Regions from separate parts of the Oryctolagus cuniculus genome. Here region 1 is linked to region 2. A link is a contact called in public Hi-C data. All regions are on one chromosome and are shown on one strand. Each heading gives the region's core, a stretch centred on a gene start, on an enhancer-like site or on the middle of the called end of the contact. The rest is flanking DNA. Distances are from core to core; before and after follow the strand shown.

Evidence for each region. Hi-C and Micro-C count contacts between places; a contact is called where the count stands out from the background.
Region 1: a Hi-C map of an unstated tissue shows a contact between it and region 2, with 4 times the contacts expected there. The contact joins the promoter of SOCS3 here to the enhancer-like site in region 2. A contact is called at or near these places in 3 of 6 Hi-C or Micro-C datasets (ear pinna, liver and an unstated tissue).

The regions. Positions count from the first base shown.
Region 1 is chr17:3,128,735-3,131,827 of mOryCun1.1, reverse strand. It overlaps SOCS3 (suppressor of cytokine signaling 3), which reads right to left and starts at 1,256. Exons shown (of 2, transcript XM_008252845.3): 1 at 783-1,256; 2 at 1-244. The coding sequence starts at 156.
Region 2 is chr17:3,083,299-3,086,739 of mOryCun1.1, reverse strand. PGS1 (phosphatidylglycerophosphate synthase 1) reads left to right here. Exons shown (of 10, transcript XM_051841566.2): 9 at 3,145-3,274. The coding sequence ends at 3,264. Among named protein-coding and RNA genes, the nearest start is that of PGS1, 32 kb to the left of the region's middle. Within about 2 kb of position 1,334, at least 1 of the 8 cell types and tissues checked has an H3K27ac peak or open chromatin away from gene starts, as enhancers often do.

The sequences.
Region 1 (3,093 bases), core at 7-2,506, 45 kb before region 2:
CGTCACCGCGCTCCAGTAGAAGCCGCTCTCCTGTAGCTTGCGCACTGCGTTCACCACCAGCTGGTACTCGCTCTTGGAGCTGAAGGTCTTGAGGCGCAGGCTGGTGTCCAGCGGGCGGCTCATCCCGGCGGCGGGAAACTTGCTGTGGGTGACCATGGCGCACGGAGCCAGCGTGGATCTGCGCGGCGGCGGCTGCAGCTGCTTCACGGCCTCCGCACAGCGGCCGCTACCGCATCCCGGGGGGCTGCGGGGAGGAAGGCGCACGCCGCGTGAGTGCCCGGAACCCTCCAGCGCGCCCAGCCCGCCCCGGCTCCCCTGCCTCCACCCGGTGCGCGGGGCATCCCCCGCTTCGGAGGCCCCCGCGGCGACCCGGGCACCGCGCAGAGTCGGCCCTGCCCCCGTCGCCGGGGTGGTCCCGGGCGGCCCCTTCCCCAGCGCGCACCAGGAGGGCGCCGAGTGGGAAACTCGAGCGCGCGGAAGTTGGGTCTCTAGGAGCGCCGCCCGGCCCGGCAGCGGGAGAGGGCTCCCGGGACGCTCCGGGCGCCTCTCAGTCCCGGGGAGAAACCCGAGGCTTGGGGGTGGGGAGCGGACGGGAGAAGCCGGAGCGCCCCAGCCCGAGCATTCCGGGAACCTGGGATCTCCGGCTCCCATCCGCTCAGCCCCTGCCTCGTCCCCTCCCTGCCGGGAACAGCCCGGGAAGGGGAGGGGACACCGGGCAAAGCTCCGGGCGCTAAGCAAGACCCCCCTCGCGGCCCTCCCCACGCCGCACCCCTCCTTCCTACCTTCGTCCCGAACCCAAGTCTCCAGCCTCCGGGCTGCGCCTCCTGCGGCCCCCCGAGGCGAGGCGGCGGCGGCGGCCAAGCGGTGGCCCGCGCAGCGCGCAGATGTTGGCGGCCGCGAAGTCCACAAAGGGGCCCCGGCGTGCCCGTCCTGAAGCCCGGGTCGGGCCGGTCTCTCAGGGAGGAGGTAGGGGCCGCGGCGGGCACGGAGCCGGCGGCGCGCGGGGCCGGAGCGGCGGCGGCGGCGGCGGCGGCGCGGGGCGCGGGGCGCGGGGCGGGAGCCGCGGCCGGGGCCGCGCGCGCGGGTATATAGGCGGCCTCCGCCCCGCCCCCCGGTTCCTGGAACTGCGCGGCCGGCCTTCTTGTAATGTTTAGTCACTACTCGCAGCGCCGGAGGCTGCGCCCGCGAGGGCGGGGCCGGCCGGGCGGGCCGCGGGCAGGGGCCGCGCGGCACAGGCGCGCGCAGACAAAGCGCCAGCCCGGGCGGCCCGGCGGCCGGCGGGCGCGGCGCCAGCCCCGGCGGCGCGTTCCTGGCAGCGGCCCCTCCCCCGCGCCCCGCCCCCGGCGGCTCATTCACACTTTCCCCCGCCCCCTCCCTTCTAAGAAGGCCGGTTTCTGGCGGGGGCGGGCGCGCCGCGAGCGAGCGCAGGCACTTCTAGGAGGCCGGCCGGGAGAGGCTCCCTGGTACCCTTTTTTGCTTTTCCCGGACCCCGCGGGGACACCCCCTCGCCCCCACCCGGGCCGGCCCAAAGTCCCGATGGCTGCCCCAGGCCGGCCGAAGGGGAGCCGGGGCCTGTTCTCCGCCGGGCCGTGGAGGGGCGGGGGCGGCGAGGGTCTGAGCCAGGAGCTGCTGGAGGTGGGCGCGCGCGGCCTCACCTGTGGGCTGCGTCGCTGAAGCGAGGCCGGGAGTCCCCGGGGGTGGGGGGTGGGGGACACAGCCTGCGTGGCAGCTCGGCCCGCCGCCGGGCTCTCTGGAGGCGCAGACACGGGTGCCAGACCCTCGCCCCCGTGCACGCACGTACACACCCAGAAAAAGCCGCGTCCACGCGCACGTCTGTTCCGGACCCGCGTGGATCGAGCCAGGTGCTGCTGTCCCCGAGGCCTCTTAGGGACGCCAGGGTGCTGCCCCGCGCACGCTAGGGGGCGCCCTGGGGTCTCGTAGGGGCCGGCGGGAATGGCTTGGGAGGGAGCTGCAGGGGATGGTGGATGCCTAAGAGGGGGGCGCTCACCACCCGGGCCGGGTCAGCCTGGGAGTAAAAGTTAGGCAGGCGAGAACTCGCGGGTGGTGCAGCCGCGCCCGGGACGTGTCTCCCGTGTCGCCTGCTGTGAGAAGAGGAAGATGGAGGATGAAGAGGAGACCAGGGGAGGACACAGGACTGAGTTGCTCTTGGTCACGGTGGTTCCGGCTGGGGGACCCGGCGGCAGCTCCGGCGGCAGCTCCGTGGGCAGAGCAGCCGTGAGCAGAAATCGGGTTCCTTCTGCAGGGGGACATTGGCTTGGTCCACACAGTTCACAAGCACTGGGTGCCGGGTGCCGGGTGCCGAGCGAGGTATCCCCGGGGTGGGGTGGGGGGGTGAGTGAGACCCAGGCTGCGCCCTCACAGTACTTGCAGCCCGAGGAGCGGGCTGGGGCTGCGGCTGCTTCTCCTCTCCGCACCCCGCGCCTCACCCTCTCCCCACCCCTTGCCGGCCTGCCCAGCCGTGGAGGACGGGAGTAGCCCTGGAGTTAATGGAGGAGAAAGTGCTTTGTAAGTGACAAGAGTCCATTCGTCCGTCCATCCCGGGGAGCTGCCTGCAGGACCTGTTTCAGCCTGGCCTGGCGCTGGGACCAGCAAGCAGGGTGGATCCCGCTGGGACCAGCGGCCTGGGACCTGGGCTGGGGGAGCCTTGGCTAGGGTGGTGACCGGCCGGCAGAGGTTGTTTAGCAGGTGTTGGGAGAGGGCAAAGAATTCCGGAACGCCAGGAATCCCAGCCTGCTTCTCCCAAAACAAGTCCCCAGGGAGCGGGCTGTTGGGGGGGAGGGGCCTTTGCCGGGGAGCCTAAGGGGGTCCAAGGGAGCGGCGGAAATTTGCAGAGTCCAGGGGGACGGGGTAGAGGTTTGGGGGGTAGGTGGGTTGGGGTAGAGGCGGGGCCAGCAGGCCTGCCTGGGGCTCAGGGCGGGGCTCCTGGGTTCTAAGTCTGGAGACTCCACTGCTCACTGGGCTCCACCACTGCCCAGTAGCTGTGTGACCCTGGGCACTCCGGTCACCCTTATGTGTGCAGCAGGCTGGAAGAGCTGAGAGGTGCAGGAAGCTGGCGTGGGCCACCCTTGAGGG
Region 2 (3,441 bases), core at 85-2,584:
ACGTGAATAGTGTGGGGTATATGGGGTATTTGGTGTGTATAGATAGGGTGTGTATGTGTGATGTGTGTATATGGGATGTGTTATATGTGTGGTGTGTATGGAATGGTGGTATATATGTGATATGTGTGCGTGCTGTATAGGGTGCGTGTTGTGATTGTGAGGTGTGTGTACATGTGATGTGTGTTGTGTGTGATATATGTATGGGGTGTGTTGTATGTGTGATGTGTATGGGGTGTGTGTGATGTGTGAGTTGTGTTGTATGTGTGTGGGGTGTGATGTGTATGTGTGTGTGCTGGATGGGGTGTGTGTTGTGTGTGTTGTGTGTATGTGAGATCGATGTTGTGTGATGTGTATGTATGGGGTGTGTTGTATGTGTGGTGTGTATGGGATGGGTGTATGGGGTATGGTGGTGTGTATGTGATGTGTGCTGTAGGGTGCGTGTTGTGTGGTGTATGTGTTATGTGTGTGAATGGGGTGTGTTGTATGTATATGGTGTGTTTGGGGTTGGTGTAAGGGGTGTGGTGTATATGTGATGTGTGTGTGGTATGTATGTGTGATACATGTGTGGGGTGTGTGGTATGTATGGGGTGTGGTGTGTATGGTGTGTGTGCTGTATTGGGTGCATGTTGTGTGTATGGGGTGTGTGCTGTATGGGGTGGGTGTTGTGTGGTGTGTATGGGGTGTGGTGTGTGTGCTGTGTCAGGTGCGTGTTGTGTGTATGGGGTGTGGTGTGTATGGTGTGTGTGCTGTATCGGGTGCGTGTTGTGTGTATGGGGTGTGGTGTGTATGGTGTGTGTGCTGTATCAGGTGCGTGTTGTGTGTATGGGGTGTGGTGTGTATGGTGTGTGTGCTGTATCGGGTGCGTGTTGTGTGTATGGGGTGTGGTGTGTATGGTGTGTGTGCTGTATTGGGTGCGTGTTGTGTGTATGGGGTGTGGTGTGTATGGGTGCGTGTTGTGTGTGTGTGTGTGCTTGTGTGTGGCATGTGAGTGAGTGAGCAAGTGCACCTGCAGGAGGGGTGGGGGAGAGCTGTTTTCCGTCCTCTGATGGACGTCACGGACGCCCACAGCAGCCAAGGCTGGGCCGGGCTGCAGCCAGGAGCTCCACTCGGGTCTCCCACATGGGTACGGGGCCCACGCTGCCTTAATGAAGCTGGGTCAGAAGTGGAGGCGGGGACCCTCCCCCCGGCACTCTGATACAGGAGGTAGGAGTCTGAGCAGTGGCCTGCCTGCTGTCTCACAGCACCTGTGCCCCCCTCCCCAACTTTATTAGTGTGTTTGAGAAATGCGCACAGATATACCCAGCCACGCACATACACCCAGGCACACATACCCAGACACAACGGTGGCCGAGGCTGAGGGTGGGAGCACAGCCCAGGATGCCCGTGGGGGTGTGCCTGTCCTCCCCCAGGGTAAATGCCAGCTCCCTCGCTCTGCTCATGCAGAAGGCATTTCCCGGCCACTCAGCCGCCTCCTCGCCCTCTGGGGTCCAGGCCCCCAGGCCCGAGTGCAGCAGCCTCCCTGCAGCCTGCGTCCCTGCTTCGGGAGCTACCCCGGCCCTCTCCTTGGACCCAGGATGGGCGTGCGAGTGGGGAGGTGTTTTTAGGCGAATCTGAAGTCTCCCTTCACTCAGCGCGCACAGTAAGAGCCGGAAGCTGCCTGGTTTTGTGCGAAGTGACCCCAGAAGCGGCGCGGTTACAGCCGTGTGCCCCGTCCGCTGACTTCCTCCCCCTGCCCTGAGGCGGAGCCGCGAGGACACGCACGTGTTTCTGGTGATTTAATGGCAATCTTGGCTGTGCATTCATTTAAAAACAGAACTGGAGCCGGTCCATGGAGACTTCGGCAAAGCAGCCCCCCGGGAGCCACGCTGGCTCCTCCCTCAGGCGCACCCCGCTGGGATGTGGGCCTTGGCAGCCTCAGGAGGCTAGAGGATTGGGTGTGTGTGTGAGCTGTGGCTGTGGGTCTGTGCCACTCACATGCCGGCCGCTGTGTTGCCCTGGTCTCGCGACGGCGTGGGTGTGCAGGAAGAAGGGGAGCGTTGGATTTCCCCAGCCAGGGTCCTGCCCTGCCCTGGGGGGGCAGAGGCATTGCCAGGGACACAGGGCAGGGCTCGTGGCCTGGGGTGGCAGAGTGTATCCATAGCCACGTCCTGTGGTCCTTGGGCTGGTGCGTGGAGGTGTGGCCAGGGTGTACAAGTGAGGGCACTGGAGACGGGGTTGGGGGTTGGGGAGGCCACAGAGCCCGAGTGATGGAAACAGAACCCAGAATCGTGGCCCCGACTGAACGCCTCGTCACGGGCGATATGAGTTTTGCTTCTTAAGGATCTGAACACAGTCTAAAAATTCTAACTTTTTAAATGTGAAAGTAATAAGCTTTTATTATAAAAATTAGATAACAGCTACTGGGAGGAACTGGTGCCCAGCGGTAACTGCGCTGTGTTTGGCCCCCTGCCCGTCTCGTGTGCGTGTGGAGAGAGAAGTGTCACTTCTGATGACGTTAGGACTAGCCAGCCCTGGGCATCGGACGGCCCGCGTGTGGGGGTCAGCCAGTCTCGGCCTGAAATAGGTCAGCACTTGGACTGAATGTGCGGACTTTCCTTGTTAGTCCCTAACACGTTCAACAGCTGTTTACGTAGTGCTTGGACGTGAGGGCTGACAACGCCGGGGGGGGGGGGGGGGGGCGGGGGGGAAGGCTGAGTAAGGTGCAGGCCCCGCCTCCTGTGGGAGGGGCTTTGGTGTCTGGGGCGGGGACCCTGAGCCAGAGGAGCCGGAGGCCGAGTCGTGCAGGCTGTGGACGCTAGGTGGTTGCCAGCCTTCCCTGGCAGCAGCGCTGCTGGGGTAAACACGTGTGTGTATGCGCGTGTGCGCGTGCGCGGTTTTCTGGGGGCCGACTCCGGTGAGTGTGCCGCCCGGGCTGTCTCCAGAAAGAGGCTCGCTGATGGCCACAGCCTGCGTCAGCTCGGGGCGGTGACGGCACAAAGTAGAAGAAAGACCGTGTCATTTCCGCTCGCGTAGAGAAGGTGATCAGCTGCAGGGCCTCCCCCGGCTCCGCCGCCCGGGCGCTCACGGCCGCCTTCTCCCCTCAGGAGCAGCAGGGCCTCCCCTGGCTCCGCCGCCCGGGTGCTCACGGCCACCTTCTCCCCTCAGGAGCAGCAGCAGCTCTACCTGCGGTCGGCCGTGGTGTCCTCCGCCACCTTCGAGCAGCCCAGTCGGCAGGTGAAGCTCTGGGTGAAGATGGTGACGCCGCTCATCAAGAACTTCTTCTGAGGACAGACAGGTGCTGTTGCCCGGGGCGCTCTCGCGGGCGTGGGGCTCCTCCCTGGTGCTCAGCCCCAAGGACGCACAGGGCGGGTCTCGCCCCCTTCTGCCAGGTCCTGTGCACCGGGTCGCAGGGCTGCCTGGTGTGGGCTCGGACCGGAGCGCAGGTTCAGCGCTGCCCTCGCA